2 separate regions of the Anas platyrhynchos genome follow, and region 1 is linked to region 2. Evidence: chromatin contacts called from public Hi-C data. All regions are on one chromosome and are shown on one strand. The core of a region is the stretch at or near the end of the contact, and the rest is flanking DNA. Distances in the headings are between cores, read along the strand shown.

Evidence for each region. Hi-C and Micro-C count contacts between places; a contact is called where the count stands out from the background.
Region 1: a Hi-C map of subcutaneous adipose tissue shows a contact between it and region 2, with 2.0 times the contacts expected there. The contact joins the enhancer-like site here to the promoter of UBASH3B in region 2. A contact is called at or near these places in 4 of 8 Hi-C or Micro-C datasets (F1 follicle, liver, skeletal muscle and 1 more).

Annotation. Positions count from the first base shown.
Region 1 is chr25:7,518,980-7,523,359 of IASCAAS_PekinDuck_T2T, reverse strand. The region is part of intron 6 of UBASH3B (ubiquitin associated and SH3 domain containing B); the gene reads right to left. It overlaps BSX (brain specific homeobox), which reads left to right. Exons shown (of 6, transcript XR_011804863.1): 5 at 2,732-2,851. Among named protein-coding and RNA genes, the nearest start is that of CRTAM, 19 kb to the left of the region's middle. Within about 2 kb of position 3,114, at least 2 of the 8 cell types and tissues checked have an H3K27ac peak or open chromatin away from gene starts, as enhancers often do. A contact at or near this core is called in subcutaneous adipose tissue, where this site is marked.
Region 2 is chr25:7,470,539-7,474,915 of IASCAAS_PekinDuck_T2T, reverse strand. UBASH3B (ubiquitin associated and SH3 domain containing B) reads right to left here and starts at 2,516. Exons shown (of 14, transcript XM_027444139.3): 1 at 1,990-2,516. The coding sequence starts at 2,150.

The DNA.
Region 1 (4,380 bases), core at 1,865-4,364, 48 kb before region 2:
CACAACCAGACCTTTATCCCTGTGTGAAGTGGTCAGCTTGGGGCGCGGGTGCGACCAGCTGCGCGGAGATGCATCCTCCCCGACCCAGCCACTCGAATATCTCTGCGTGAGAAGGATCTGAGTTTCTTCCCGACGTTGTTACTGCACAAAGTGGATCCTGAGCCTGAGCTCTTTGTCTTCATTTCCGCATCGCTGCTTCCAGCCCCCTCCTGTCTCAGCCCTTTTCTCCTTTCTCCACGTGACGGTCTTCCAAGGACGCTGGCTGAGAGATTATTACGGATCTGTTTGGCTACCTGTCTTCCCTTTACCCTGAGGAGCTGCTGCACAATTTCTGAGACTTAATTTCTCTCTAAGCCCTTACCAAAAGGACGTGGATGCTGTGCTATTTATTTATAGATGCTAGGATTCACTGGAAATGGTGATGAGGCAAAGGCACACCGTCTTGCTGTGCCTGGAGGAGAGCCACCAGCCTGACTCCAGTGCTATCTCCTTGATGCTGCTGGAGAAGAGGAACCACTGAAGCTGTTTCAGCTTAGTCATCTTCTCAGGCTAGGTCATTGCTCGGGAGCTTTTCCCAAAGGCTCGTGGTTCCTCCACTTGGCAAACAGACAACAACATCTTCTGTCTTCTGCACGGGGCAAGGGAGGTGCCTGGCCTCTTCCCGGCTCTCAGCAACATGCCGTGTCCTGGAGAAAAGGCCCTTTGAAGAGTGGAGGTGCTGGAGCAGAGGATGGAGAGAGGCTCTATCATGGCACAACACTGCCAGCCCTCAGCTGTGCACAGAAGACCCCTCTGCCTTGCCACTCGGTGCTGCCTGGGAGAGAGGGGTCCCCAGGGAAAGCGAACGGGAAGGAGACAGAGTGGGGAAAAAACCTCCCGAGGCACAAATACGGCTTGAAAAATTCGGGCTCTTTTTCCTCCCCCCTGTTCCTTGCACCAAGCCTGATTTCTCAGGCTTATTAAAGGGGCAAGGAATAGCTCTGGCCTCTCTCGGGGAGCTGAAATAGCCTGCTGTGTAATATCTGTAGTGCTTCTAGCCATTTGGGGGTGGAGGAGGTGACTATTTCTGGCTTTGCTGGTAATGGAAAAACAGCGCAGGGAATCGTGGCAAGTTTTAGCTTTTGGGTAGCGCTGGGTCCACAGATACAAAGATAGCAGGGTTCCTTCAGCCACATGCCTTTAAATGTGCAAGAGACCCATGGTGTTTTGTGCTTGGTTTTCGTGGCTTCTGTGGGGCCGGTCGATGTGTGTGCCTTCGCTGGGCTTCCCACTTCCTCTGGGCTCCGTGTGCCGAGGGTGGAGAATTTCTGCTTTTGACTTGGTAGCCCACTAATTCACGGGCATGGAAAGCAGCTTAGAAAATATTCAACGGTTTGCTGGGGAGGTTTGATTTATAAATATATATATAAAAATATACTATACAGACTGGATCCGTAGTTCAGATTCATTCCCAGTTGCTTCAACCCACCAGTAGCTTCGGCTGCTACCAGGAGAATTTTTCCAGCTTGATATCATACAAGGGAAAAACCGTTTTGTTTCTAACGTGCCTATGGCCAGGTCCCCTCCTAGGCTCAGTCAGAACAGATCTAGTGTCATTGGTACAAATCTAGCCAGCTTCACCCCAAAGGAGAGTCTAGTGCTGGCTTCAGAAGGCTATTTTTCACTTGCAGGACTCAGAACTAGCAGCAGAGCAGCCACCAAGTGTCACTGACTCTCAGGTCCTAAGATTTAGAGCAAACAAGTCCAGCTTTCCAAATGAGCACCTTTGGTTCATGCTTTTTGCTTTCTGAAGCTTTCTTAGCATGGAAAAAAAAAAGAAGGGAACAGGAAATCAGCTGTTCTTTTTGCATAACCTCATAGCTAAAGCTGGACCTGAAAGCACTGCTCGGTGCCTTAACGTCGCCCTTCCTGCAGGGATGGCAGGCAGGGGTTACCCGGACTTAGGATCTGGGTTGCATTGTGTGGGACACTAAAGCAATTTGTCTTCCATTCTTTTCCAAGCAATAGCACTGATCAGAGACCAAATGTTTCCCCTCATTGTCCCTAGCAGCTCCAATCTCTGGCACGAGCAGAAAGCACACCAGGAAGTGCCACAGCCAGCTGAGAAGTGCACTTTAGGTGTGTGGAAAACCCTTGGGGTCTGCAGAACAGAAGTGATTTCACTCCGATTTTAGAAACCAGGGAAAGAATTCAGCCGTGGAGTCTCTCAAGACACAACCTGGTTTCATGAGCAGAGCCCTTTCTGCCCTATTAAAAGGCTCGCCAGGCTTGTCTCCTGGTGATGGCAACCTGTTGGTCTGCAGCCGAGGTCCAGACCTTGCTGCAGGGCAGGGATGGCGTTTTGTTCTGTGAAGTGCAAGGTCTGTGCTGGGCAGAGCTCCTGAGGCACCACTTGGACATTAGCCATAAAACCACGTCCTGCAGAGGCCAGGATTCAGCTTCTGCATCCCTTGAGTAGTGAAACAGGGAAACCTTTCTCAGGAGAAATGTTTAAAAGCCAGTAAGGTGCTGGCAACCTTACTTTGCTGTATGCAAGATTTGATCAAACATCCCAGAATAGCACTTTGCCTGTCATTTCTCCTGCGTGGTACAAGCAGCGTGCTGCAGCCCGGAGTGAGCTGTGTTTCCGTGATGAGCTCAATAATGCGTGATTTTCACTTGAAGAATGCAGTCTCTTGTGCCTAGGAGGGAAAGCTCAATGGCTCTTCTTTCTTTCTTTCTCCCTCTGCAGGGATGAAGCTGGACATGGCTGTGTGCACAGGGGTGGCACAAACCAGCCGCAGCATCCTCGGTGCCAAGGCTGCCAACTGGATCCCATCTCCCCCACCACAGCAGCTCCCCTGCAGCCCTGGTGAGTACTGCCACGCTCTCTTTCACGTCTATGAAATGAAGGTGCCTGTGCTCTGTTCTATTCCTACCAAGAGGATCCTGCTGTGAATGCCTTGGCCTGGGTGTCAGTGGGGCTTAGGTTGTCCTTGGCTCGCTCTATTGTTTTGACCAAATGACATTCTGTAACCTAATATTCCCCGCGGGAAGCTGTTGTGTAAAACGAGGCTGTTTCCGGGTATGTAATAACGTTTTTGATAAATGCACCGTATTGCATGCTCCTGTTCCTGATTTATAGTCCTTAGTGGTGATCAGGGAAGGGGCATTTCCTTTCTTTGCTTGCCTGGAGACAAAGCAGTCCTGGAGGTACAAAATGTTTGGCTTTCCTTCTGGTCGCTGCTGCAATAATAGTTCTTTCCCATGCTAAGTCTCTAGGCCTCAAAACCCTTCCAGGTACTGTTAGAAGAAAAGCAAAATCCACTAGAGCAGGGCGCCTCGCTATTTGTGGACCTGAGGCTATTTTGGCTGGCAAACTTTAGGGGAAGAAAGGACAATTTGGCTGGATTGCAGATGGGAGGGTCTGGATTAAGTCCTGCCTTCAAACAAACTTGCTGATTGACTGGTTGTGGCAAGAGGGGCAAAGGAGTGACCTCTTGCTATGCTTGTCCCTGCCTGGCAGTTTTCTGGGTTGGGTAGGATTTGGGGTTAAAGCAGGACTGGTTTGTAGAAGGGCAGTGGTTGTGACAGCCACATCTGGAGGCCAGCCTGCAAGCTGCAATTGCCCCGTGTCTGCTTGCCATCTGCCCTTCACCACGACGCATGCTAAGCCTGATGAGACACAGACAAAGGCTGCACGTCAGTTTTGCTCTTTTGTTTCCTGCATTTTGCTTGATTTGAAGAGTTACTGGATCAGTGTGCTGTTTGCCAGGGGGCCAGCAGGCAGGAACGTGCCTCTCTGCTCCCCTTGTCATCTCGTGCTCCTGCATAGAAACTACTCCCTGTTCTCCAGATGGCTTTAGGTGCTTTGGGATGCAAACAGCCCTGTGGGGCTTGCAGGAGTGCCCAGACCACAGCTCAAGCACTAGGTTTTTACTGCTCTTTGACTAATTCCCACCAAAAGCAAGAGGCAACAAGGCAGAACCTTGCTCAGAACGAGCTTCTCGCTGAAGCCAGTGTCAGGCAGGCGACTAACCACTTCTGGAAGCCTTGCTAAGTATCTTAAGAAACCTTGCTGACCCCCAGTCCTTTTCTCCTGGAATTATACACACCTCGCCTCCCAAATTAATGCTCGGATTTAAACCTTCCTGATCCTGCTGCCACCACCGAGGTGCCCACACAGTGGTGGCTCTGCAGTGCCCATCTGCTCCAGCTCTGCAGCGATCCTGTGAGTAAGAGTTGCTGCAATGTCTTAGCTAAATAAACCACATCACCCTCCAGTCCCATGCACTGGGCTGGCATCTGCTCTCCCTTTGCTCACGAGATGGGGCTTTGTGTGCTCAGTGTTTCCCCAAGCGACCTTCTCAGCAGCCCTGGGAGACTTTTCACTTGCTCAGG
Region 2 (4,377 bases), core at 1,267-3,766:
GGATCAGAAGCTGGAAGTTAGGAGAACTGGATACCCGTGAGTGTCCCCCTGCTGTCCCAATAGTGTCTCCCCAAGTGTCCCACGGGATATTCCCATGGGCACTGTTTGTAAGCAGCGCTCCTCCGAGCTCCTGCATCTCTTCGCCAGCTTCAGCAGCCCCCCAGCTTCAGCACACCCCTCAAATTCAGCAGACCCCAAACATCAGCAGCCCCTCTGTCCCCTGCCCCAGTCCCTGGCGGTGCCAGCAGCGATGGCATTTAGTGACATCCCTGACAGACTCGTCTGACAACTCAGGGCTTTGTTTGCAGAAGCCATCCCAACAGATGGCCACCACTCGAGGCATCAGCCTGCCTTCTATTTATACACAGGACCTCCAGGCGCAGATCTGTGCTCCCGGCCTCCCCGTGGCACTGCGGGGAGCAAACGGGGCAGGGAGAGCTTGGGGTGAAGGCTCAAAGGGGCTTTCTGCTGAGGCTACATTGCACTTTACGCCTTGGGAGACGAGGTGCTTTGCCTCCTTGGCAGTTCAGTGAGCAGATGATCCCGGCAGGGAGCATCCCAGTGCCGTGCGGTCCCGAAGCTCCTGCTGCTGAGCCCGCACGCTGTTCCACAGCATTCCCGAGGCAGAACATCCTTGTCTGGGCTTTTGCTGTTTTGCTGCTCATCTGAATTTTAATGATAAATTGTTTGGAGGATTTCTAGCAGGCTGGAATAGGGCGCAGAGAGCTACTTCAGGCCGGGCCAGCAGAGGACTTGTCAAAGCGTCCTGAGCTCAGCACCGAGACAGCCTTACCCAGCTGGCGGGATACATTTGCAACAAGCATTCTTTGCACTTAGGATATTTTGCCCCTCTCTGTCTCACTTTCTGCATTTAACCTTCCCTATCTTGCACACCGAGGCTTTGGTTTCATTTCTTGTCACACGTTACTTTTCTCAGGCTAGAATACGAACCACAGACATTGTTCCTCAGCGAACGGTGAGGCGAGCCCAGGGCTGACGGTCAGCCTCGATGGCACTGTCGTACAGGTGAGGACGAGTTTCATTCATAGCACCAGGCTGCTTTTTCCCTCTAGCTACTCTGAAAGGTGCCCGTCTGTCTCTCCAAACAAGCGCAGAGCGTGAAGCCACCAGGCTCTTACCATCTTCATTTGCAGGCATCATGTATAAAAGTTAAATGTCTGTACGTAACTACAGATCACCGACAGACTTAAGGAGCGTAAGTAGGACAAGGGGAAACACACAGGGGATTTTCTGGATGTGCCAGTGGCAGTCTGACATCTCTCCCTAGACCTGCATGTGCGTGTCCCTGTATTTATGGAAAAACACAGCAGCGAGGCTGAAAAGCCACCGAGTTCTGACTGGTATCAGCAACAAAAGGGAAACTTAGATCAGGAAACCTCCAAATGCCGGCTGGCTGCATTTGCATCCTAAAGCCCACGGTCCCGCTTCAGGAGTCACCACGCTCCAAACTGAACCATTAGGAAGTTACCCGTAGGTTGCTGCCTAATTCATTTCCAGCATAAGCACACGCAGGGCGATTACACCGGGGCATTTCTCAGCTGGACAAGACCAAACCTAATGCTCTGCACTCCTGAAATTCCCTTCTGTCCCCCTTTCTTTCGGAAAGATCAACTCGTGCGTGGATTCAGGAGGATCTCCCGGGTGACCGAGTTTCGCCCCGGCGACAGCACCGAGCGCAGGAACGCCGGGCTTTGATTTCAGCTTGGGGAGGGGAGGGGGGGTGTCCGGAAAATCGCCTTTATGGCGACCCCAGGCTTTGCCGGGGGGGCACCTGCCGCCCCCGGGACCCCGCAACCTCCCCGTGTTCCGTGTCCCCGGGGCGGCTCCGGGAGCGCATCCCCGGCTGTCCCCGGCCCCTTGGAGCCGCGCATCCCCCTCCGCGGCCGCGCATCCCTCAACCACCCCAAAACGAGACGAGAGGAGGGCGGGGGGGGGGAAGAATAAGCAAGAGACCGAGCCGCCACTTACGCCCGGGCTTTGGGGAAGCCCATGGAGAGCAGGATCTCCAGCGACGAGCCATGTTTGATGGTCCCCGCGCGGTGCTGCCGGTTCCGCCGGGGGATGACTTTGCTGTACAGCTCCTCTTTGGCAGCCATGGCGTGCGGGGCGGGCTGCCCGCGCTGGGCCATCACGCAGCCATCGCCACCCGCGCAGGGCCATGCACACCCGCAGCGCCCCGCCGGGGGCCGCGGCCGGGGCAGGGCCGAGGGGCTGAGCCCTCCTCCGCTCTTTTCTCCCTTCCCCTCCGCTCCTCTCCCTTCCCCTCCGCTCCTCTCCCTTCCCCTCCGCTCTTTTCCGCTCCCCTCCGCTCCTCTCCGCGCCCCCGAGCCCCGCCGCCGCCTCCGCCGCCCGTGCGCGCCCCGCGCAAAAGCCGCGCAGAGCCCCCGCGGCCGCTCGGAGGCTCCGCAGGAGGCCCCGAGAACCCCCCCCCCGCCGCCGCCCCCGCTCTTAAAGCCGCCTCCGGGGCGGGCGGGCGCGGCCCCGGCACCGGGCTGGAGCCGGCTGCTGGAGGAGAGCCCCAAAAGGGGGCTTTAAGGGGGGCGCAGCGCAGCCCCCGCTCCCCCTCGGCGCTCCGGGGATGCGCTGGGAGAGGGGCAGGGTGCGCGGCCAGCGAGGTCGCAGCCGGAGCAGGGAGGGGAAGGGCAGGCTGGTGTTGAAAAAAGCAAGGAGGACGCGCACACGAGCCCATGTTTTTGTTTGTTTTGGTGTTTTATTGAAATTTATTTTTTTTATTTTTTTCTAAAGCTCGGCACAGGATTGCCCTAATGGAGGGGAGGTCGGGCACCCTGCACAGCACTGGGGCTCCAGGGGCTCAGTGTGCAGCTTGGCACGGCTTTGAAATGGTAGCACCGGTGGTTAAACTACACCTACTTAGAGGCAAAAGAGTCGCGCTCCAGATTTTCCACCTCCATCCTGCCTTTCTGCATCCTCCTCGGCCCTCTCCAGGCCACCACGCGGAATATATGGCCTGAAAGCTCTCCAGTTGCAGGGCAGGGACTGCTCTGCCCCGGTTAAAGCCCGCCGGGACACAGCTCTGCTCCTCTCCCCGCTGCCCTCCCACACAAAAGCTGCGTGTTCCTCCGGGCTGGGTGGGACTGACGCTGCTGCCTCCCTGGTTGCATTTCGGTTCAGATCACGGGTTGATGTGGTTGAGTTCAAACCCAGGGGTTTACACGTGTGCTCTCCTGGCAAGAGACATCCTCCTGCTCTCGCCTCTCCTTTGTGTGCCTCCTGCCATCCCCTCCTGCCTCTGCTGCAGCACACAGCCCCCTGCCATCCCTCCTTTGGACAGACAAGCACATCACCCCCTCATCTCCCCAGAGCAGGCCCAGCTCGCAGGGCTGTAGAGAACAGCTTGAAATCCCATCCCTGCACATAAATAAAAACAATCAAGAGGCCCCGCTTTAAAACACGGTAGTTTATGTTGGGGAAGGAAGCAATGCTGGCGACGACAAGCCTAGCACCGCGATTATTAGCATCAGGGAAAACAAACAGCCCGCTCCCATTTTGTTGTGTCGGAGGCAGGAACGTTCTCTCGCAGCTCTGGGCTTGTTCCCCTCCTGTGCTGCAGCGGATCTGTGCTCAGGACTTCTTTCTGCTGCCTTCCCCAGAGGTGCAGGGAGGGCAGAGGTCGCTGTGAATTCCCCTGGTGTTGCTGAGACACTTCTTCTTTCCTTTGCCCCCGCTATAAAGTCGGTGGGTGAAAGCAAGGAGCATGCAGCTTCCAAGGACTTTGCCCAGATCCAAACCCCTTTCCTTTAGCTGCTACAGATTTGTATGATCAATTAAAAAAATCACTTTCTACAAGCTAAAGTATTGAAATTCTGTTGGTTGGGCCTGAAGATGAATTGCCACAGGTAACCCCACGGGAAGCATCAGCAATGCTACAAGACACGAGAAGGAAAAGAAATAAGATGTTTGCACACCTAGGCTAGCCGAGTGCATCGCTGTGGTTAGTCCACCAGGTAAAGTTGCTGCACACCTGATGGAAATGGTTTTTTTTTGGGCCTGCTGAGAACCACCTCTGGTCGTTGTGACTTTAGTGAGTGCCTCTGCGTTGGATCTGGCTGAGCTTTTCTGCATTAGAATGCGTTCGGTGAGACAATGCTGCCTCCCACTTTTTTCTTTTTTTTTGATTGAAAGCTGAAAATGAAAGCTGTCTTAGTGATGAAATAGGAAAAAAAGTGAAAAAAAAAGTGGAAAGCAGATTAAAAAAGAGAAACACCTGGAAAATTGAGTTGCAGTCACCTAGAAGAAGAATACTTTGCGTGAAAAAATGGAAAGGCGTGAAAACGCTGTGCATATAAGCAAACTGCAATGTGTGGTTTATTTTAAAATACTGTCAGGTTTTTACAC